3 separate regions of the Mus musculus genome follow, and all the other regions are linked to region 2. Evidence: chromatin contacts called from public Hi-C and HiChIP or PLAC-seq data. All regions are on one chromosome and are shown on one strand. Each heading gives the region's core, a stretch centred on a gene start, on an enhancer-like site or on the middle of the called end of the contact. The rest is flanking DNA. Distances are from core to core; before and after follow the strand shown.

What was found. A called contact is a pair of places that touch in the nucleus more often than the background predicts. HiChIP or PLAC-seq counts read pairs in DNA pulled down with a chosen protein or histone mark.
Region 1: an H3K27ac HiChIP or PLAC-seq map of microglia shows a contact between it and region 2, with 5 times the contacts expected there. The contact joins the promoter of Ino80d here to the promoter of Klf7 in region 2. A contact is called at or near these places in 1 of 39 promoter capture datasets (pre-B cells), 3 of 484 Hi-C or Micro-C datasets (CD4 T cells, embryonic stem cells and regulatory T cells) and 1 of 115 datasets of contacts at active chromatin or transcription factors (microglia).
Region 3: a contact with region 2 is called in a Hi-C map of natural killer cells, with 7 times the contacts expected there. The contact joins the promoter of Idh1 here to the promoter of Klf7 in region 2. A contact is called at or near these places in 1 of 39 promoter capture datasets (pre-B cells), 11 of 484 Hi-C or Micro-C datasets (CD4 T cells, LSK cells, embryonic stem cells and 7 more) and 7 of 115 datasets of contacts at active chromatin or transcription factors (T-cell acute lymphoblastic leukemia, astrocytes, embryonic stem cells and 3 more).

The regions. Positions count from the first base shown.
Region 1 is chr1:63,112,257-63,116,025 of GRCm38.p6, forward strand. Ino80d (INO80 complex subunit D) reads right to left here and starts at 2,011. Exons shown (of 12, transcript NM_001114609.1): 1 at 1,955-2,011. It overlaps Ino80dos (INO80 complex subunit D, opposite strand), which reads left to right and starts at 2,215. Exons shown (of 4, transcript NR_045915.1): 1 at 2,215-2,288.
Region 2 is chr1:64,118,821-64,122,710 of GRCm38.p6, forward strand. It overlaps Klf7 (Kruppel-like factor 7 (ubiquitous)), which reads right to left and starts at 2,569. Exons shown (of 4, transcript NM_033563.2): 1 at 2,080-2,569. The coding sequence starts at 2,181. Gm35880 (a long non-coding RNA gene) reads left to right here and starts at 2,747. Exons shown (of 3, transcript XR_373464.4): 1 at 2,747-2,851.
Region 3 is chr1:65,177,885-65,181,644 of GRCm38.p6, forward strand. Idh1 (isocitrate dehydrogenase 1 (NADP+), soluble) reads right to left here and starts at 1,258. Exons shown (of 9, transcript NM_010497.3): 1 at 1,106-1,258.

The DNA of each region.
Region 1 (3,769 bases), core at 761-3,260, 1.0 Mb before region 2:
AGCATGGATTATCCTGATGCTCTGCGATGGTCAGGCAGCTTTTCACTAACTACTCTGTAGACTGGACCACCTCTGCCAGCAACCTCCAACCTGCAACCAAGCAGGACACAAGAGCACCTGCACACACACACACACACACACACACACACACACACAGAGCCCCAAGCTCTGAGAGAAATATGGAAATTTCAAAAAAGAACTAATAAAAGAAGTCAAATGAAGTCTCCACACATGCCCACACTGGGGCTGGGGGTGGCAGGGCCACATTGCAATTTCAACATAAAACAATACCCAGGTGAGGTCAGTTGTAGCCTCGATAAACAGCCTATCCTTGGAAAGAAAGAAACTCTTGATTTGGAAACTTAAATTTACTCCACGAAAGAAAAAGAAGAGAAAAAAAGTTCCAGAGCTGATGGCACCAAAACAGAACCAAAAAAAAAAAAAAAAAAAAAAATCTAGTTCTTTGACAGGGTAGGCCAAAGCCAAACTCTAATGTTCGGTTCACAGGGCTCCTCCACAGACAACACCACCCCCAAACTGGAGCAATGAGAACTTTACGCTTCCATAAACCCCCGTGGTTTCTATTCTAGAGTGACACCTAAGGACATCACCTAAACCGAAATAGGCTCAGAACAAATCGGGCATTGCTCCTTGCGCTGCAGGTAGACCTTACTTCCCCAGGCGCCCAGCCCTCCAGGTCCTTCCTCCCAGTTTTGAATGCTCTGTCTGTCAGCCGAGGTCTCCCCCATGGCTTCAGCGTCTGAGTCGGTTCTAACCGGACAAGTGACCAACTAAGAGGGGTAAAGTCCTACCACGGAGGGCAGGGGACTGCTCCAGAAGCCTGCCTGGTCCTGCCCCTCTCCCTGACAGTTTGCTCTCTGCTCTCTTCTTAACTACCTTCCTGCCGGAGCTGTCCAGAGAGGGAGACTGAGGACCCAAAGGAGTCCGGGAGAGAAGGTGGGGGTAGTAATAAAGACACAAGTAGCACCCCCACAGCTCCTTGGTGGGGTGCTGGGTTTTTTAAAAAGGGGGGAGGAGGGGAGGCCGATGGACCCTGACTTTGCAATAGAAACAGCACCTGAATCTACCTCCTCCCTTCCCCACCCCCGAAAGCCCAGTCACTAACTAATAAAGCTAAGAAAAACCCCTTGAAAACTTTTCCAAACCGGAAGAGACGGCTTCTCCCCGGGCCCTGGAGCTCTTGGGGAATGGGCTGGAGTTGGCAGCCCCGTCGGGGATCGCGGGGAGCGGGGTGGGGCGCGGCGCGGGCGAGGGGTGCAGGGGCGGAGTACCTTGAACGGACAGGAACTGGCAAAGAGTTTCGAGCCAGCCGAGTGCTCGCCCCCCGAAGCCCTCGGGGGTCCCGGGCGCTAGGACCGGGGCTCCCCGGAGAGAAGGCGGCCTCCAATTCGGGCCTAAAAGGAAACTTTCCGGGCCGCGGCTGCACCTGACTCCTCGCCGCCCCTCCACCCCACGCCCGCCAGGCCGCCCGCCCCGCCCCGGCCAGGCCGCCCAGAGCGCCGTGGAGCGGGGGGGATAAACAAACCCAACAGTTACCGGAATCCGGGGGGCCCCGTCTGCGCGATGCCCGGGGACGGGGTGCTGCCGCACGGTCCCCACTCCGAGGCCCCGTCGCCCCGGTCCCCGCCGCCCAGCCCTCCGTCCCGCGGGAGAGCTTGGGGCCGGCGCAGGATGCAGCCCGCCCGCCCGCCCCGAGGCCCCGGGGGACCCCAGGGGCGCGGGAGGCCTGTGGCGCGGGGGCAGGGCGCGGCCGCCGCGGGGCCCGAGGCCTAGGGCGCCCCCCCTTCCGCAGCACTCCTGGGGCCCGGCCCGCGCAGGCCGCGCCGCTCGCCGCGCTCAGGCCGCCGCCGGAACCCCCGCCGACGCTGCCCGCGGGCGTCCCCGAGGCCCCCGGTGCCCCATCCCCCGCCACCCCAGCGCCGGCCCCACTCACCCTTTCATTCTCCGCCCGCGGCCTGGCGTGGGCCGGCGAATCCCCGGCCTCACGTAAGCGCGCTCGCCGCCCGCCCTGCCTACGCGGCCCAGCCCGCCGCCCTACGGGAGCCCGGGGATGTGGGCCGGGCCTGGGGCCGCCTCTGCTTACCTTTCAGCTGCTTTTTTTTTTTTTTTTTTTTTTAATTTTTTTTTCCTCCTTCCTCCCCCTCAACCCCCCCTCCCTCGCCTAGGCTGACAGATCAGAGAGGCGCTGGCAGTGGACTTAGGGAGCTCGGCTGCTACTGCTCCCTCCCTGGGCTTCGGCAAGAGTCTTTCCCTGTCTAACACGAGGGGTGAGGATCATATTTTTATTTTGGAAACTAAAAAGTGCTCCCAGGGTCGGTGATCATTAAGGGGAAATCCCTGAATATACTCTCCAGCCAAGAAGGCAGGGCTGCCCGCCTGCACTAGAAGAGGCAGCAGCCTCCTACAGCACCACTACAGGCACCGCGAGGACATAACACCACAGAGCAGTTCCTCTGCCCTCCGAAACGACAACTTTCCTACCATCTTGGAGGCAGAGGAGAGAGGGGCCAAGGGGAGAAGTGCACCGGCTCCAGCCAGATAAAGTCCAAATTTCTACCTCTCATCGCTGGAAAAAAGCCCATACTTGAGAAAAAGCAGGGAAGAAACAGAAAGGAGGTCGTGTGCTCCGTGGTGGGGAATGTTTCTGCACCTTCTGATGGAAAGAAATCTTTACAAGACACAGGTTTTACGATATTATTGTTTTCCATGTTAACTTTTTCCATAAGGGTGACAGTGGCAGCTTACTTTTTTTTTTCTATTTTTTTTTCTTTTTTTCAGGCTAATAATGATTTTTCTCTATGGCAGGTCCAAGTTCTGTATCTGGTGGCCAGTCTGTAAATTGGCACTTGAGAGACTTAGAGGTCACGGTATTGTCTTTATTTAATGCTCGTTTATGTTGTATGTATTCGTACTTATGGTTTCATGTATTAGAGGTAAGATTTTGTGGTTTTGGTATCTGAGGAACTGAGGCTGCTGAGAGTCAATTGTAAAGAGATGGCTTTTGTCTTCTCTCAGAGCAATGTAAGTAAAACCTATTGACTGCCCAGAAAGGCATAATACAGCTGTTTATTTTTCACGGTGCAAATAGAAGTAGTGTGTATTTAAACTCTCAGGACAGCTGAGCAAGCCAGTTCATCTATCAGCCCAAGAAGAAAGATGACTCCTATAAACCTAGCAACAGATTGAAAGATGCCTTGGATTTTCTTCAAGTAAAATTATTTATTAAGAATTATATCTAGAATTCCATTTCTGTTATTTTCTTTTAGTTTGCATAGATTGATGAATGTCTAGGCCTTTGGTACATTGCATACTTTGCTGCCTGCTTCTTGGAACACAGAATTGAGGGGTAGGCTTCTCTTCCCTAGTGTTGGAATGTTCAGAACTTCCGGTGTAGTGTCAGCCTGTTGAGCGACTTTGTACATTGCAAAGATGTAATAGGTTTACTTTTTTTAAGTGATTTTTTGTTTTATGTACATTGGTGTTTTGCCTGCGTGTATGGCTGTGTGAGGGTTTTAGATGCCCAAGAACTGGACTTACAGACAGTTGTGAGCTGCCATGTGGCACTTGAGCTGGGTCCTCTGGAAGATCAGCCAGTGCTCTTAACCACTGAGCCATTTGTCCAGCCCCAGAATCTCCTCCCTTTCTTTCTTTCTTTTTTTTTTTTTTAATGAACAAACTTTAGCACATAAACAGGATCAAAGAAAAAGTGCACCAGGCATGGAGACAGCCAGCTGCTGCTGCAGCCTGA
Region 2 (3,890 bases), core at 1,319-3,818:
CTTGAAGCTGTACCTTCTGGATCCTCCAGGCAGATCTAGAAAAGCAGGTTTCCTCTAAAGAAGCCCCCACCCCCAGCCCCACGAGCAGGCTTTACTACCCTGAAAACTGGAACCAAAACAAAGTTGTGTGATTCATCTGGAGGGAACGTTGTAACAAATAAAGCCAACTTTCTTCCCTCCAACACTACTTAACAGTTAGTCACAAACAAGGCCTGCCTCGGGCATGCTGACTAAATCAACAGATTCCCTTCCCTAACTAGTCTAGACTGTAGTTAATATGCAACTGATTCCACACCAGTGGGCTGACAGGGTGAAAAGAAGGCTGTTTAGGGGGGGAAAAAAAACCTAAAAACAAAACAAAAAAAACGAGATTCTGGCAACATTTTGGCTTGCTTCATATCAAAATACAAAAGAAAGGATGTAGGGAGATCCGACATGAGACATACTCTTCTTAAGGGCAGCAGGAAAGGATGTATATAGGAAACGATGTGAGTACTCTGCCTGCGTGTTTAGCAAAGGACAGCATCTGCCAGCCTTCCAACTGGAATCCATGCGCTACACAGACACACAGACACGGGCAGCGAATACCTGGAGGAAAACTCCCGCAGCTACCAGCCAGGCAACAACTAGTAACAATGGCACAGTCTTAAGATTGAGCGCTTTACCACTGGCTCCCTATACCGTGAGCTTAGCATCTCTTCCTAAAGCAGCAACTGTTACATCCCAGCCTCAAGCTGGCAAACCCTGCTTTGGATCCTGGCAAAGGAAACTCAGCCGTTCATTAGCCTTAACAAGCTGCTGTCACTGAGCAGAGAAGTTACATGAGCAGCCACACACCAAGGATCCCAGGGCCCTCCCCAAGGGCAAGGTTTCTCTCTCTCTCTCTCTCTCTCTCTCTCTCTCTCTCTCTCTCTCTCTCTCTCTCTCTCTCTCTCTCTCTCTCTCTCTCCAGGATGGACTGTACAAATTCACACTCTGAACGTGCAAATCCAGACTGTCTTCCTGGACTTTCCACGGTGCACACTGTAGAGTTTTTAAACACCCGTGGTGTCCCTATCCCCAGCCGCCCCGCCCCCACCCACCACCATCTTTCCTGCAGAATGTCCCCCTCAGCACCTCCTAATCGCGGCTGGAAAAACCACTGTTTCCGTAGCAGACCCAGCACTTTCCACTGACCAGCACTTTCTTTATTCCACTTCACAAAGCCCAGTGAACTTGTCCCCAGTCAGGCTTCAACCTCCCGGAGATGCCAAGAGAACTTGGCACCGGTACCCTTTAGCATCCTAGGAGTTTTCTTAACTAGTCCTCTAAGACAAAGTAGGGAAGCAAGGAAGCACACACCACCCTTTGTCCAAGGTGGTGCTAACCTGAGAGGCACCCCAAACAAACAAACAAAAAGCAAGGACACAGTACAGGCTGCTCTCTCTGGAGGCATTAGCTAGAGAAACCATACAATACATTGTCAGCCTAAGAGAGACATATCTTCTCATCTTCCTTGTACATATCCTTAAGCATCTTTTGTCACCTGGCTTCTCTTCGTACAGCTCACCTTGTATCTAAAAATCAAGCTCCTATTCTTTATTGACACTCAGTAAATTACTGGGAAAAACACTCCGTGCTTCCCCCCACCCCCCTTGACGGTCTTCAGGACCAGTTGAAATGGATAAAGCTGATTTAAGTACTAAGGTCAGAACTCCTGCATCTAGGAACGTGGTATCCTGTCAACCATTGCTCGACCACCTTCCCACCCGGCTCCTCCAAACCCGAGAAGTTCGCCAGCAATTCTCTGCTAGGGGACAGCGAGCCGACAACGTGTGCGCAAGGATGTGTGTTGGTGACAGAAATGCAGGCAGCTAGGACCGGCTCAGCTCAACACACTAAGGGGCTAGGGGTGGGTGGAGAGGTAAGCGCATATGATTGTTTCACAAAACATTTTAAACAACACACAGCCAAAAAATAAATAAATAAATAAAAAGAAAAAATTAATTAAAAAAATTTCAACTCAAAGCCCACACCAAACGCAGCCCCTGCGTCTCCGCCGCCGCCACACGATTTACACAAGTAATTTAAATCATTCACCTGCTGCCAGGTCTCCTCCAGGGATGGCAAAGCTGAGAAGTAGCCGGTGTCGTGGACAAGTTGTAGCTCCTGGAATATACTATAACTAGCCAACACGTCCATGCTGCTGCTGCCGGGCAAAACCGGAGGAGAAACCCTCCCCCGAGCTCAGCTGGGTCTGTTTGTTTGTCAGTCTGTCTGGCTCACCCCCCAAGAAGGCAGACATCCAGTGGCCCTTTTGTTTTGTTTTGTTTCAGTCAACTAAAAAAAGGAGAGAAAAAAAATCAATGCAGGAGAGAGGGAGAGAGGAGGTGAGAGAGGAGGGAGAGAGAGGAGGTGAGAGAGGAGGTGAGAGAGGAGCGAGTGAGTGGGGTGGATCGGAGAGAGGGATCCAGCGTGTACAGTGCAGATGACTGCCAGGAAAAGGGGACTTCACGGGAGTAACAATTCCCTTCCAGGGCTCTAATCACTCCAGCGCGTGGATCAGGAAGGGGAACGCAAACTCACTGACACGAAGCTGCCATCTATATCTGCAGCGCTGTTCGCTCCTAATGCAATCTTTGCTCTTTATTTTGGGAGGTTGCATTTTTTTTCTCGCGATCGCTTCTCTCCCCCCCCACCCCTTCCCTTCCCTCCCCACCCCCCACCCCATCCTCGCTAGTTTGTAGTCCCCCCCCCTTGTCTCCTCCTCCTGCTCTTCCCCCTCCCCAAACTCCCTCCCTCCGCCCCGTTTTGCGCGCAGCCGTGGGATCTCGGAGGAGGGCGTCCATTAGGCCGCGTGTGACCATGTAAGGTAAACAGGGGGCTCATGAAGTCACTGAGGACCAATGCGGCACTCGGAGAGGACCATGGGGCGGGGCCTGGCCCCGACGGCAGCCGCCGATTGGCGCGCTGCGGATCTCCCTGCTGCCTTACAAGGCGGTACGAGGCAAGCTATTTTTAGAGGGCTATATAAAGGGGTAGAGGAGTCCGCCAGGCGGCCGGGGAGCTTGAGCGCCAGGGAGTGTTGCTGCGACACTTGCGCTGGCTCCTGGGACGCCTAGGCGGCCGGGTTCGGGCTGCGCGCTGGCCTCCGACCCTCGCTGCAGGGCTCGCCCGAGCCGCCGGCGCCCGTACCCAGTGCAGATCCGAGGGGACGGGTTGCCGCGGTGGCCGATCGGGAGGTGCGGTCCCGGTCCTGGGTTAAGATGCCTCCTGCGGGAGCAGCCGGTAGAGCGGCGGCGCAGCGGTCGGGGGCAAGGAGCTCTTTGCACTCGGCCTTCCGCCAAGCATGGGGAAGAAGGGTAGCAAGGGAGAGCCCAGGCTCAGGACAGCGTCACGTACCCCAGACTAAAGCCCAAAAGCCAGTTCCGAATTCCCCACAGGGTGCCGAAATGAAGTGCCAGAGAGGAAGTGCCTCACAATGGCAGAGAACAAAGGCGAGCTGCACGGAGACTAGCTTGCGCCCGCCCCCGACGCTGCACGCTGTCCCCGCCCCGGCCCGCGCGCCTCCGTGCGCGCCGCCGATCGCCTACCGCCCTCCTTTTCCTCTGAACTGAGCCTAAAACCTGGCCAGGAGTCTGGTGTCCAGCATCTAAGCGTGTGCATGAAAGAGAATAGGGGGAGCGTGGGTCGAATTAGGGTGCAGGCTGGAGCGGGGAGCAGTTAGCTAGCAGATCCTTACAAGAGGTTTATCCAGTAACTTCATGGAGCAGGTATGGAGCAGGGCTCTAAAGATCTCAAGATTCTGCAAGCTCAGAAATGGAAACCTGTGCAATGCACGTGGTTAAGAGTTGCCCATTTGTTTGCTTGACCTTAAATGGCTCGTGTGCCTTCTCCAAAATACACCGAAA
Region 3 (3,760 bases), core at 8-2,507, 1.1 Mb after region 2:
ACGGACTTGCAATTATAACAAGGCCTCTCAATTTTGATGACTTAAACAAGTGTCCTTTCAATTTATCTCCTAAAACAAAGCAAGATCCGGAACAGAAAGTCTTAACATACAAATACCCCTGCCAGGAGGATTTGTATTTAATATCAGCCTTACAGCCCAGTTTATCTGGTTTAAAGTACAGTGCTTGAGTGTATCCAGAGGGGCAAAGGGCAGGAGCCTTCCAAATAAAGGTCACAGGAGTACAAATATTGGTGCGCACACACGCTCACACCACAGGACGGTGAGTCCTAGAGTGAGCGCCCGGCTCTTTGGCTTTTTGCAGGTCTCGGGTTTGCTCGACCTCGGGTGACACTGAGACAGGAGATATCCATGTGGGCGTTGTGCAAGCTCTGCTAATGAAGCTGACTCGGTTCCTCCTTCCAGATCCCCACACCAGCCCCTCCTCTCAGCACTGCCAGGACCTTTTAAATACGAGGTCCACTGAGATGGCTGCATCTGGAATCGAGACCCCAGGGCGCCCCCAAGTGGCTAAGCAAACACTACAGACTGAAGCTGGAGGCTCCGCCTACCTTCATCCCCTCCCTCTCTTGCACTCTCATTAGCTCTTCTCCGACCACAAGGCAGGTCCCACCCCTGAACCTTGAAGGGAGTACACGCCTAAATTCCTGGCTTACACCCTTTCTGCAACCAGCTTTCCTGCCTAGTCCTTTTACACCCAACACTCAAGAGTTCTGTGCGTCCACCTCAAAGCTAAATTCTCCTCCGCGGGTGCCTTGCCACTTGTCACTGCTTGCAACGTCCTCGCCTCCCAAAGCGATCCCAACCTCGGAAGCGCCCTTCTATACAGATAGGCAAGCAGCACTCTGCTACTCCCATTTCCCTTCTCTACGCCCAAACTCTGGAAGCGTCCCTGAGTGCACCAGGGCCTTGCCACTGAGTTCATCTCTGCACAGCCAAGACCTGGGGTTTCTTCCTTTTTTCTCACTCCAGCTTTCAACGGAATAGTTTAATAGTAAGGGGCGGCGGCTGCCGCTCTAAGCCTTGGGGCACCTGTAGGGAGGGGAAGGAGCGCCCGCTTGCAGCCGGAGGCGCCCCAGCTACTCACCGGCTCACACCCGCGCGTACACACAAGCTGTAATAAGCCGGCCCCAGTTAGATCAGCATCTGCCACAACCTTCGCTCGGAAGCCCAGCGGCAGGGTCAAGGCTGTTTAACTCTTCCCGGCTTTGTCTCCTCCCAGGCCCCACCCCCTCAGCCCACCTCCCGAAGCCCCGCCCCCTCCACGACGCCATTCGCCGCCTCCGACTTTGTGGGGTGGGCCGAGGCATAGATTGAGATTAAGTCTGGGATGCAGCGGTCCGCTGTTCCCGGTGGGGGATGGGACTGCCACGCCGCGGAGATTCCTCGGGAACACCCTGCAGTTGAGGAGCGAGGACGCCACCTACTGACAGGCTATCGGAAGCGCCGAGACCGAGTGTTCTGGGCTCCGCAACAATCTAGGAATCCCAGCGTTGAGTATCCAGGTTCTCTGCAAAAGGTACAAAAGAGGGAGCCCTCCCTAGACTGGATCCCTTCCTGGAGTCTCCGGATGCCTCTTAGAGCTGGACTGTGCCCTTTGAAGAATGTGCATTTGAGGTTTCTTAAAGGCGTGTGAGGACTACAGATTCTACCTTAATGCAAAAGCTAAAACAGAGCGCATTTTCCATTTCAAAATCAAGAACAAACAATACCCTACACACAAATACATATATGAGTAAAACCATTCATATTCTCATGCTGAGGCTTTTACAGAGCTTCACCATTCCACCCCAATAATTCCCTCCACTACCAATGATCCGTATTCCCAACTGTTGCTGTTTATAAATAAGCTTCACTCACCATTTGTCATGGAAGACAGTGAGGTTTATTTTCTGGGTTGCGATGAAGCTGCACTAGAGATACACGATATAAATCTTAGAATTCTAAGAATGGGTTAAACGTATTCCAATCTTTCCAGAGATTTTTCTGTCTGTATTCCTTAGTCTTGAAAAGGAGAACATTATGACTTGTAGGACAATAGGTCATCCTTGATTGGTCAAGATTCAACGCTTCATGGACTTTTAAAACAACCAGCATTGTGTTGAAAAGTTATGAATTCACGGCAGTTAGTAAGATTCATTTTGGACGCTAGAGGGCGCTATGTGGAAAAGGACTCATACGTGGTGTCAGCTGTTAATGTTGATTAACTGGGTATTAGCTGTGACCTCCGTTTATTCCTATAAAATGATTAGAGAGTGTGTGAGTTTATACTTTCACCTCTAATCTCACTTTAAATCACTTTAAAAAACGTTACTTACTACCATCAGGCACATATTGTTTATATTACTAAAAGTAAGTATTCATAGCCATTCTTGTTCCAGAAAGCATTTTAGAATAAATTCAAGAAACGAAGAATAAAACACAATAAGAAGTATTGACTATAGGTGATGGCAAAAGTAAGAAGAATGCATAGGAATACAGAGCCATGGTGAATTTAAATATAAGCATCTTCAACCAAGTTCTAAATATGTGCTAAGCATGGATTGACTATCTGAGACACTGAGATAGGACATATGGCACTTATGTGCATGTCTCCATCTGGAATCCCGTTTTCAAGGGCTGATATGTCAAGTGCACGAGCTGATAGATCACTGAAAGAGAATATTTGTAGATGCTTGGTATTGAATTAAATTATTACAAAATAAGCCAGGTGTAGTGGTGCATGTTTGTATTCCCTACACTTGGGAGGCAGAAGCAGGAGGATTGCCACAAGATCCAGGCTAGCCTTGTCTACATAACGAGCTCCGGTCTGGTCAAACCCCATTTCAAAATCAAGAACAAACAATAGCCTATACTCAAATAAATATATAGGTAAAACCATTCATATTCTCACGCAGAAGGTCTCGTAGAATCGTAAAATAATAAACTTATAGACTAAATGACTGGAAAAATTACAAAACATTAAAAAAATCATTATTGATGTCTAATATGTGAGTGTGGAAATGTGCATGCCATGGCAAGGATGTGGAAGCCCAAGGACAGTCTTGAGATTTGTAGGCTTTGGAGACCAAACAGGTCAGAAGGTCACAAGGCAAGTGCTTTGATCCTCCTGAGCCACCTCTCTAGCCTCACAAAGCAGTACATCACCACTATTAGTAACAATGAGACTTAACAACTGGTGTTTGGTTGAAGATTACATTTCTCTTAAAAATGTGAATATGACATTCACTGCTCATATTCATGTCGCTCACTGCATTTGCATGCTTATGATTTGCTATCTTTTTTTTTCATTTACTCAATAAAAGTGTCTAAATATTTAAATAAGGTCTAGTAGGAACACTACTGTAAACATCAATGGGAGCCTGGGTCAGAAAATGTCTGTTAGCATCTGCTTGCCTATGAGACACTCAGCCAGATGATGGAATTCCCATGAGATTCCAATGCTACTTTATGTTCGTTTTGATGATCTGGAAAGGTAAAAACACACAAAAAAGAAAACGAGGGCAGAGGTTCAGTAGGTCAAGGTATTTTCCTCCAAAGCAGATATTCTAAATTCAATCCCCAGTACCCATAAGGTAAGAGAGAACTGACTCCTGCAAGTTGTCCTCTGCCCTCCACACATGTGGTGTGGATTGCATACGTATATAGGTGCATGCACAGACACACACAAAATAAGTGCAAATAAAGACAATGAAGGGAAGTGAAATGACGTCATCATTACTTACCAGTTACGATTACCAGC